Linked DNA regions of Capra hircus: region 2 is linked to region 1. The links are chromatin contacts, called in public Hi-C maps. All regions are on one chromosome and are shown on one strand. The core of a region is the stretch at or near the end of the contact, and the rest is flanking DNA. Distances in the headings are between cores, read along the strand shown. Region 1 overlaps TICAM2 (TIR domain-containing adapter molecule 2). Region 2 has its middle 17 kb from the start of CCDC112.

Evidence for each region. A called contact is a pair of places that touch in the nucleus more often than the background predicts.
Region 2: a Hi-C map of blood shows a contact between it and region 1, with 2.5 times the contacts expected there. The contact joins two enhancer-like sites. A contact is called at or near these places in 4 of 5 Hi-C or Micro-C datasets (blood and liver).

What each region holds. Positions count from the first base shown.
Region 1 is chr10:96,773,229-96,777,912 of ARS1.2, forward strand. All of the region lies in intron 1 of TICAM2 (TIR domain-containing adapter molecule 2), which reads left to right. Among named protein-coding and RNA genes, the nearest start is that of TICAM2, 6.2 kb to the left of the region's middle. Within about 2 kb of position 2,758, at least 2 of the 5 cell types and tissues checked have an H3K27ac peak or open chromatin away from gene starts, as enhancers often do.
Region 2 is chr10:97,062,597-97,067,280 of ARS1.2, forward strand. No RefSeq gene overlaps it. Among named protein-coding and RNA genes, the nearest start is that of CCDC112, 17 kb to the right of the region's middle. Within about 2 kb of position 2,240, at least 1 of the 5 cell types and tissues checked has an H3K27ac peak or open chromatin away from gene starts, as enhancers often do.

The sequences.
Region 1 (4,684 bases), core at 1,508-4,007:
TCTTATAATATGCACTGCACTGTACTTTTAACTTGCCTTCCTTGCTGGTCTGGGAGGTAGCTTCTACCTTATTTCCCCAGACTTCTCCACCATGGAAAACGGCACCATCGATCTGCCCAGTCACCTCAGCAATCACTGACACTGTTCCCTCCACTCCTACACTTTGACTTCTAAGCTGTCACCAAGTCAACCTGCAAAACACATCTCAAAATGTTCCGCTGCCCCCCTTACTGCATTTTCATTCTAGATCAGCATCTCTCCCCGAGCCCACCACACTGCTCCTTCCTAACTGGCCTTCCATGGCCACTCCTGGTCAGGCTGATTCATTCTCCACTCAGCAGCCACACAATTTTAAGCTATGGTTTTCCCAGTAGTCATGTATGGATGTGAGAGTTGAAAGCTGAGCGCCAAAGAAATGACGCTTTTGAACTGTGGTGTTGGAGAAAACTCTTGAGAGTCCCTTGGACTACAAGGAGATCCAAACAGTCCATCCTAAAGGAAATCAGTCCTGAATATTCATTGGAAGGACTGATGCTGAAGCTGAAACTCCAGTACTTTGGCCACCTGATGCGAAGAGCTGACTCATTGGAAAAGACCCTGATGCCAGAAAAGATTGAAGGCAGAAGGAGAAGGGCATAACAGAGGATGAGATGATTGGATGGCATCAGCAACTCAATGGACCTGAGTTTGCGTAAGCTCCGGGAGTTGGTGATGGATGGGGAGGCCTAGTGTGGTGCAGTTCATGGGGTCTCAAAGAGTTTGACACGACTGAACAACTGAACTGAACTGACCTGACCTTCAGTAAATGTTATTGCAGTAAAGATCAGGTGGATTCAAATTCTACCCATCCTATTCCTGAACATATTGATCACCCTAGTGGGGACTTTAAAGTATTTTCAGGGTGTGGATCTGATGGAAAAGTCTGCATGTTCCTCATCTTAACCAGCACAGGTCTGTTCTGTCATGTCCTGGCAATAAATATCCTGGGCCATCTGGGCCATCCGGCTCCCGCTGGAATTGCTCACCTCTGCCTCTTTAGCGTGAAATTTGCTGTAGACAGTACATGAATGACTGGTGTGGCTGTCTTCCAGTGAAACACACAAAAACAGACGGCAGTGCTGAGTTTTGCTGCTGACTTGCTGTAGCTCCCTGGCCTGGATTTGGATGCTGTATCAATTACAGTTTAGTTGCAGAAAACAGAATCTATTCAAGCTGGTTTAAGCAGAAAGGTATGTAGTGGCGGATATTACAAAATGTACACTATCATTGGGCGAGTTGAAGAGCTAGGCTCCAGGTTGAGTTTCTGGGAACACCTCAGAACATCACCAGCAGAACTAGTCTAGTGGAGCAGGGACGTTTGCCAAAACCGTGAACCCTCCTGCAGCTCTGCATGCTGCCAGCTCCTGAATCACAGCAGCTCTGCAAAGTATTGCTTCATGCTCTGCCTCCCTTCATATTTAACTCAGACATGTTGGCAGAACATAAGTTACACCCAGTAGTACCCTAGCTTTAAGGAAGTCTGGGAAATACAGCTTTTAGTACTTGTAGTACAGGAAGGTTCACTAAAAGGAAGTTGGCATAAATTTGGTTGAGCCCATCTGGTGTACCTGCTACAGAATGCCCCTTACATCCATACCTTCCCTTCTTTCCATTCCTAAACCTCCAGACAAGGACCAGAAGAGCAGCGCGCTCTCTTCTGATATAATGCAGCCATGCCTCCTGAAAACCAAGTGTGCTCACTTTCTCCCAAGATGCTAAATCCCAGAGTCCTATAGGTTACCACGTCATCTGCAGTGTTCATCACAGACATTACCCTGAGACCTAGCGCCCTGAAGAATTTGGTGGCTCCCATCCTCACAGGGAAAGGGGGAGTAGGAGAGAGACAGGCTGCCCAGTGACCAAGAGACGGCTCAGCCCTAAGAAGTCCCCACACACTTCTTCATCCTCTTTCTCTATGCCAGCCGGTTCCCTCTCTTTCCAGGCATCCCAAGTTTCCCTCCTCCTAATGATGCCGTCTCCATTTGTAGCTGTCCGGCTTCTCCTGTCCCTCTAAGCTAAGCTTTCCTCTCCCCTGCACATTTTTGCCTCCGCTGTCACTTGGTTGAGGGCTCTGCTTTCTCACCCAGGTTATTGCAGCAGCCTCTCACCTGATTACTCTTCCTGTCCACAGCCTCACAGCCCTCAGGCTTCATCTCCTTACTCCAACTATCTTAACCTATCTAAAACAAATCAGATCATGTCACTCCCCTACTTAACACCTGCCAGGGGCTCTCTGCCTGCCCACAGGAACAAGTTCAAAATCCTGAGCCGAATATTCTAGGTTCCTTACTCTCTCTACTCCTGCTGTCTGTCTATCCTGATGTCTAACACTATCCTGTCCCCCTCCCATCCCTGCATATGGACTTGAGGCTTCTGAACACCAAGTGCAAAGCGATCCTAACACGCTGTGCCCTCTGGTGCCTCAAGTGTCTTTGCAAGTGCTGCTCCCACTGCCTGAAACTGTCCCTTCTCAGCCGTCCTGATGCGAGTGCTCCCTGCTGCAGTGTCCATCCTGAGTGCTCCGGTAGCAGCTGTTTCCTGACGGGAGCACCGGTGCAGTGAGTCCTGTCTCCGCACACTGGCTCCACATCCCTAAAACACATCAGGGCTTGGTGCAGAGTAGGTTTTCAACAACATTTACAGTTATTAGTAATGACAAAGCCTGTTAATTAAGCGAAGAAACTAATTTTGTACGTATTTGCCACAAGATGGTGCTATTCAGATAGGAGAAACAACTCTTAAAGTTTCTCCAGGGCTGAAGGAGCCAAGTACTAGAGGCCTAAATGTTCGTTAAATGTATTAAATTTCAGAGGCAGTGATTTAAACATAAGCATTTTCAGTGGTAAACACAAGGACAGGTTGAAAATTGTGGATCAATATGTATTTTATTATCAAATTATTACTGGTCATTGTTTCACTTCCTGTTGTTTGGGAGTCTCTCTTTCGAAGTTGGCAAAATGTTTTTAAATAGCAAACAGTAACTCTTAATTCTGAGGGCAGCAAAGTTTTATGGAGGGTTATAGTTGGGTTTTTCAGTGAAACAGGACCAGTAGGTTTCACAGGGAGAGAGGGAGGAAGGGTGGGAGGTTCACTTTAAGAAATTGGCTCTTGTGACTGGCAGGGCTGGGAACTCAGATGGAGTTGACTTTGCAGTCTTGCATCTGAAGGCTGGAAATTCAGGTGGAATTTCTCTGTTGCCTTCCCAAGGCAGAATTCCTTGGGGAAGCCTCAATATTGTTCTTAAGGTCTTCATTTATTGGCTAAGTCTCACCCACACTAAGGAGAGTAATCTGCTTTACTCAGAGTTTACTGCCTTATTCATTTACTTTTTAAATTTAAGATACAGTTGATTTACAGTCTTAGATTCAGCTAGACAGCACAGTGACTCGGTGTTTTTACAGTTAAAGTTTACTGCTTTAAATGCAGTCTCATCTAAAAATACCTGCAGGGCGACATCTGGACTGATGTTTGACCAAACAACTAGGCACTGTAGGTTTGCCCAGCTGACACATACAATTAACTGTGTCAAGGCTTACGTGAGGAAAGTAAGCTTTGTATGAATGAGAAATTCACACTGATGTTTCAGTTTTGAGTTAGGGCCAGGGCAGAGAGGGCTGGCTGTAACCACCCCAAGGAACGTCCTCGGAAGTTTCTGCAGGAAGAGAGGTTGTGGTGGGATAGGACCCCCTGGGTGTTGCCCTGACCCTCCTCCAACCACAGAAGGCTTCTGCTGGGGGCACGAGGGCACATGGGAACTAGGCAACAGGCCAGTTCAGTCCCTTGGTCTGAAAGATCCCCTGGAGGATGGAATGGCAGTCCACTCCAGTATTCTTGTCTGGAGAATCCCATGGACACAGGAGCCTGGCGGGCTGCGAAGAGTTGGATACGACTAAAGCGATTTAGCATGCAGAAGCATAAAGAAAAATAATAACCTTGTGGACACCATAGCCTCACCCCAGCAGGTTCCATCTTCTGTCATTTAAGTTTTGTTTATGCTACAGACTGAGGTTTGGGGCAGTCCTAAGGAAGGAGTTTTGCTTCCTCTTTTCCTGAGAATAATGAAATAGTCAAAGGGAAGTTCTGCTGACATCCTCTCCCGCAGCCATTCACCCCTCTGTATGCACACAGCTTAGTTCTGCGTTCTGTTACTAAAGTAAAACTGTAAAGTGTTCTTCAGCTCCTTTGTTATGTATTTAATAACAAAATTAACAGCTAAAAATTTATGGAGCACTCTTCTAAGCCATTTGATTTTCCTGAAAACCTTAAAGGTAGATATTATAATTAATCACCATTTAATGCACAATGAGATCAAAGCACAGAGATACACATACAGTAACTTGTACAAAGTCTTGCAATTGTTTTTTTATAGTAGGGCTGGGATTTATGTTCATGCAGTCTGATTCCAAAGCGCGTAATCTTCATGAGAATGGAAATTTGTATTTGTCTGTTGCCTACTATGATTCTTCTCTATATTCTTTCTTACTTCCTGTAATATTTTTGCATACTTGCCAAGTATGCATAGATGCCATTCAGTTCTTTTCATCTTACTCCTGTTAAATGTGGGGGATTGCATTGGCACCTGCTTTTGCCTGACTCTCCTGATCCTGGCCCTGTTGCTCTTCCCTACAGAACTTCAGTTTAAGTT
Region 2 (4,684 bases), core at 990-3,489, 290 kb after region 1:
GATCTCCTTGCAGTCCAAGGGATTCTCAAGAGTCTTCTCCAACACCACAGCTCAAAAGCATCAATTCTTTGGCATTCGGCCTTCTTTATGGTCCAACTCTCACATCCATACATGACTACTGGAAAAACCATAGCTTTGACTAGATGGACCTTTGCGGGCAAAGTAATGTCTCTGCTTTTTAATATGCTGTCTAGTTTGGTCATAACTTTTCTTCCAAGGAGCAAGCATCTTTTAATTTCATGGCTGCAGTCACCATCTTCAGTGATTTTGGAGCCCCCCCAAATAAAGTCTGCCACTATTTCCACTGTTTCCCCATCTATTTGCCATGAAGTGATGGGACCGGATGCCAGGATCTTAGTTTTCTGAATGTTGAGCTTTAAGCCAACTTTTTCACTCTCATCAAGAGGCTTTCACTTTCATTAAGAGGCTCTTTAGTTCTTCTTCACTTTCTTCCATAAGGGTGGTGTCATCTGCATATCTTAGGTTATTGGTAATTCTCCTTGCAATCTTGATTCTAGCTTGTGCTTCATCCAGCCCAGCATTTTGCATGATGTACTCTGCATATAAGTTAAATAAGCAGGGTGACAAGATACAGCCTTGACGTGCTCCTTTCCCAATTTTGAACCAGTCTGTTGTTCCATGTGGCTGCTAATATTATAGTTCTTCCATGAACTGCCCAGATGTTCACGCATACCCAGGCACAAGTGCCCCCAATAGCCCAGAGACCACAGGTACCCCTCAAATATCACGTAAAGGACCCAGTGTGCAGTGACTTGACAGGTTCTGCAAAGCACTGTGCTGATCCAAGCATCATGCTGTTTGCCTCATTATATTCCCTGACACTTTGTTCTCTGACAGTCCTGTGAGGTAGGCATCTTATAAAGAATCCAGATAACCTGTAAAACTTGTTGATGGAGTCTATAGATAGCTAAGCCCAGGGCAAGTCCTGGCCATGCCACACTTGAAGTGACTCTGTGCTGTGTGGGTCATGCAGTGTGGGTGTGAACTTCAGCTGTAGGGTATGAGCTGTGCCATCCCATCCATATGACCTCTCTGCGCCACAGTTCACCTGTAAATTAAAGGGTATGATTGGAGTGCTTTGAAGATCAAGTAAGTTAATACAAGTAAGTCATTTAGATCAGGGGCCATCAAGCTGTGTCCTGTGGACCTCATCCAGCCCCACCCCTGTTTGGGAAAATTCAGTGTCGCTGGAACACAGCCGTTCCCGTTCCTTCCCTGTTACCTCTGGCTGCCTTCTCACTGCAACAGCAGAATTGAGCTCTGCTTGCAACAAGACCATCTGGCCCACAGACTGAAAACATTTTCTGTCTGGTCCTTTACAAAAGTTTGCCAACACCTGAGTTGGATGAATGCTTGGTGAAAACTCAGTGCTTAGGAAGTGGTGACTGTTGTTGTCACTGTTAATAAAGTTGACACAGAAGTCCGGGGGCACAGTTTCGCCCCATCCATTGAGGGCCTAGAGCAGTTCAGACTTCAAGTAGTTTATCCTTCAGTCGGCATTCTGAAGCCTCACACTATGGAAAGCCGTGCAGTTGGCCATGTCTTAGGCCTCTGTTACAGGCCTCTGTCATGAGGGCAGTAACCTGATAGAACTGGTTCCTACTTTCAGAGAAAACTGCAGTCACTCTGATTAATTGAGTATAGCTGACCTGTCAAAAGTGCCTGGGTCTTGGCAGAGCTGCAGCATGGCTTTCCCAGGTCAGACAAACAGATGTGTTTGCTAGGAAATCATGAGGCAGCGGACTGCTTCTCTCCTCTACTAGGTCGTGATGCTCATGTCCTCTGGGGATGGGAAAGGTTATCACCCAGAAGGCCCTGCTGTTTCTGGAGGTCACGTCTAAAGATAAGGAGAAAGAGAAGCTAATCCGGATTTGCCAAAAACAGAAAATAAAAATAACAGCCCTTTCACTCACCCGAGGAGAACTCCTAGGTGAGTTGATATCAGTCCAAATCACAAAGCTAACATAGATCCATTTGTCACACAGCATGCCGCTCCATCTGTGAAGACACAGACCAGATTATGTCCCTCCTTTGACGAAAATCTTTCACCAGCTTCTCATTTTAACCTAAAATCAGAATTCTGCAATCCCGCTCGCCACTTCTCTGACCTCAGTTTGCCACCCTCCTCCCGCCTGCTCACGGGGATCCGTCACGTAAGCCTGCTTTCCCTCCCGGCGTGTGTCAGGCTCCCCCGCCCGGGCTGTGTGTGCCCGCTCCCCTCGGCCTTCTGCCTGCCTGGCACACCGTGTCCCCGCGTCTCCACGGGGCTGCCGCGTCCTGCTCGCGTCTCAGCTCAGATGGCACTCCCCCAACCCGTTTTCTCTCAAGATCTCCCACTCACGTTCTCCATGACATCTTCCTGTTCCATTCTGTGCAGAGCTGTCACTGCTAACTGAAATGATCTTATTTGCTTATTTGATAACCATCTTCTTCCATGAGTACATGAACTCTGTGAGAACCTAGAATTTCCCTGGTACATGGTTGGTCCTTAATAAGTAGTTGTTTGATGAAGAATGAATGAGTCGGCAAGGTTTTTACCTCAAAATTTACCAAAAGTCTGAGGTAAAGAATGGTAAAAAAAAAAAAAATAAAAAAATAAAAAATAAGAACTTTCTAGGGAAAATTAATTCGGGTCAAAGAGCAAGGTATAGTTGGAGTGTTGTTAGTATAAGGTGGCAGAGACTGTGTCAAGCAGAGGTCTCCCGGATGTGCTTCCAAAAGATGATGTCTGGATAGGTGCATCCTGTCTCCTGCCACTTAGGCTGGGCTTTCCTACTTGAAAAGTCTATGGAAGTGTGTTTTAACTAGCAATTCCATTCCTCCTTGTTAATCTTCATCAAAGTGCCGTTAAGGCCAGCAGACAAATGAAATTCCCCCCAGTGCTGAGTTCACCAAAATGTCTGCAGGTAATTTTTTCCTTTCAGGTAGTTTTTCCTCTAGCAACGTGGTCAAAAGGTCAATCAAGTCCCTCTTTCAGAAGAGAACAAAAATCACTTATAAACACTTTTGAACTTCTGGTTAATGGTTCCATTTCCAGTTTAAAAAAAAAACAAAAAACAACGTAAAACGTTATTAACATATAAAAGCGCATTAAGGAAAATCATGTTGTATGTGAGAGTGTGTGCTCATTCTCTCAGTCATGTCTGACTCTTTGTGACCCCATGGACTGTAGGTCCCTCTGTCCATGGAATTTTCTTGACAAGAATACCAGAGTGCGTTGCCATTTCCTACTCCAGAGAATCGTCCTGACCCAGGTATCAAACCCACATGTCTTACATCTCCTACACTGACAGGCAGATTCTATGCCACCTAGGAAGCTACATATGCGAGAGTAGTTCTCTCATATTTTCACAAAAACTAAAACTGGATTTGTCATATGGAAGAAATGATGTCATTAACTATTGGAAAGACCGCAACCATAAGTTCTTTGCATTATTACCAAAATTAGACAAATATTCCACACAGAATGTGAGATCTAAACAGCCCCTTAAATTACCTATACTGGCAAACCAAGACTACCGTGAAAGCAGCCATCTGTTCTTCAGGTATGTCTCTTAGGACCAAACATGTCTAAGTCATTTGTCGATAGTACATGGATATTGTCACTGAAATGTGTTTAAATCTGCATACAAGGTAAAATGTACACAGTTCATACACATGAACAGCTCTAGATAAACTTGAGGAATCAAAAACAGGGAAGAGTTTAAAATAATTTAATGAAAAGAAAAACTGCATGTAATATTCTGTGTATTTAGATGAAAGAAGCTCACCCTAGTACAGATCTTATTTTCTAGCCCAGATGGCAAAAAGTGTGGCAAAAAGCTTACTGGTTCATTCACCGTTCACTCAACAGTGACTTATTAAGTTCCTGCTATGTACCAGGTAAGATTTTAGAATAGAACTTATATACTAGTGAAGAGAGACAGATAGTTATCCAAAAAAAAAAAAACCCAAAAAACACAGAACTTACATACTAGACAATTATCAAACAAACAAACAAAAAAAAACACAAATGAATTCAATTCCATATTTAAATCCAGAAGTTTTAAATGTCAAGCAAATTATCTGAAAATGTTATAGTCTTGACCAAGCTTTAATATTCTTCATGTAAATTATTGAATGTTGGTCTGAACAGACTTAAGGAATATTAACTCTACAAGAATTCTGAATTTCTCATAGACACAGATTTGAGTGAGAATTTCAAAGTGGGACAGATGAGAAGTGTGTCTTCCAGTAGGATTTTATTTTTAATGAACTGAAAGAGGATTGGCCCCTGATTTTACTGAAGAAAATTAAATATTGGGTATTTGCTCTAATCATGTAACAAAATGCATTTTCTAAGTGGAGTTTATAAAACAAACAAAAAAACTTTTCATCTATTTAGTGGCTTAGAAAGGCCAGTCTTTCCTGGAACCACGCATTTTGCTTTTTCCACAGAGTGCTCCTCTGAGAGAGCATGTGCAGGAAAACAGGGCCTGAGGCTCTGGGGCTCTTGCTGGGCTCTGCCAGGGTGCAGACGGCTCTACAACCTTATTTAAACAATCACCTTATTTAAACCTCACAAACAACCCACCCAGACACGCAAAGAAAATGACCGGAAACAGTTAAGTAATTTGCCCAAGGTTTGCACAGCTAGTGGGTCAATGGGAGAATCTAGGTTTGA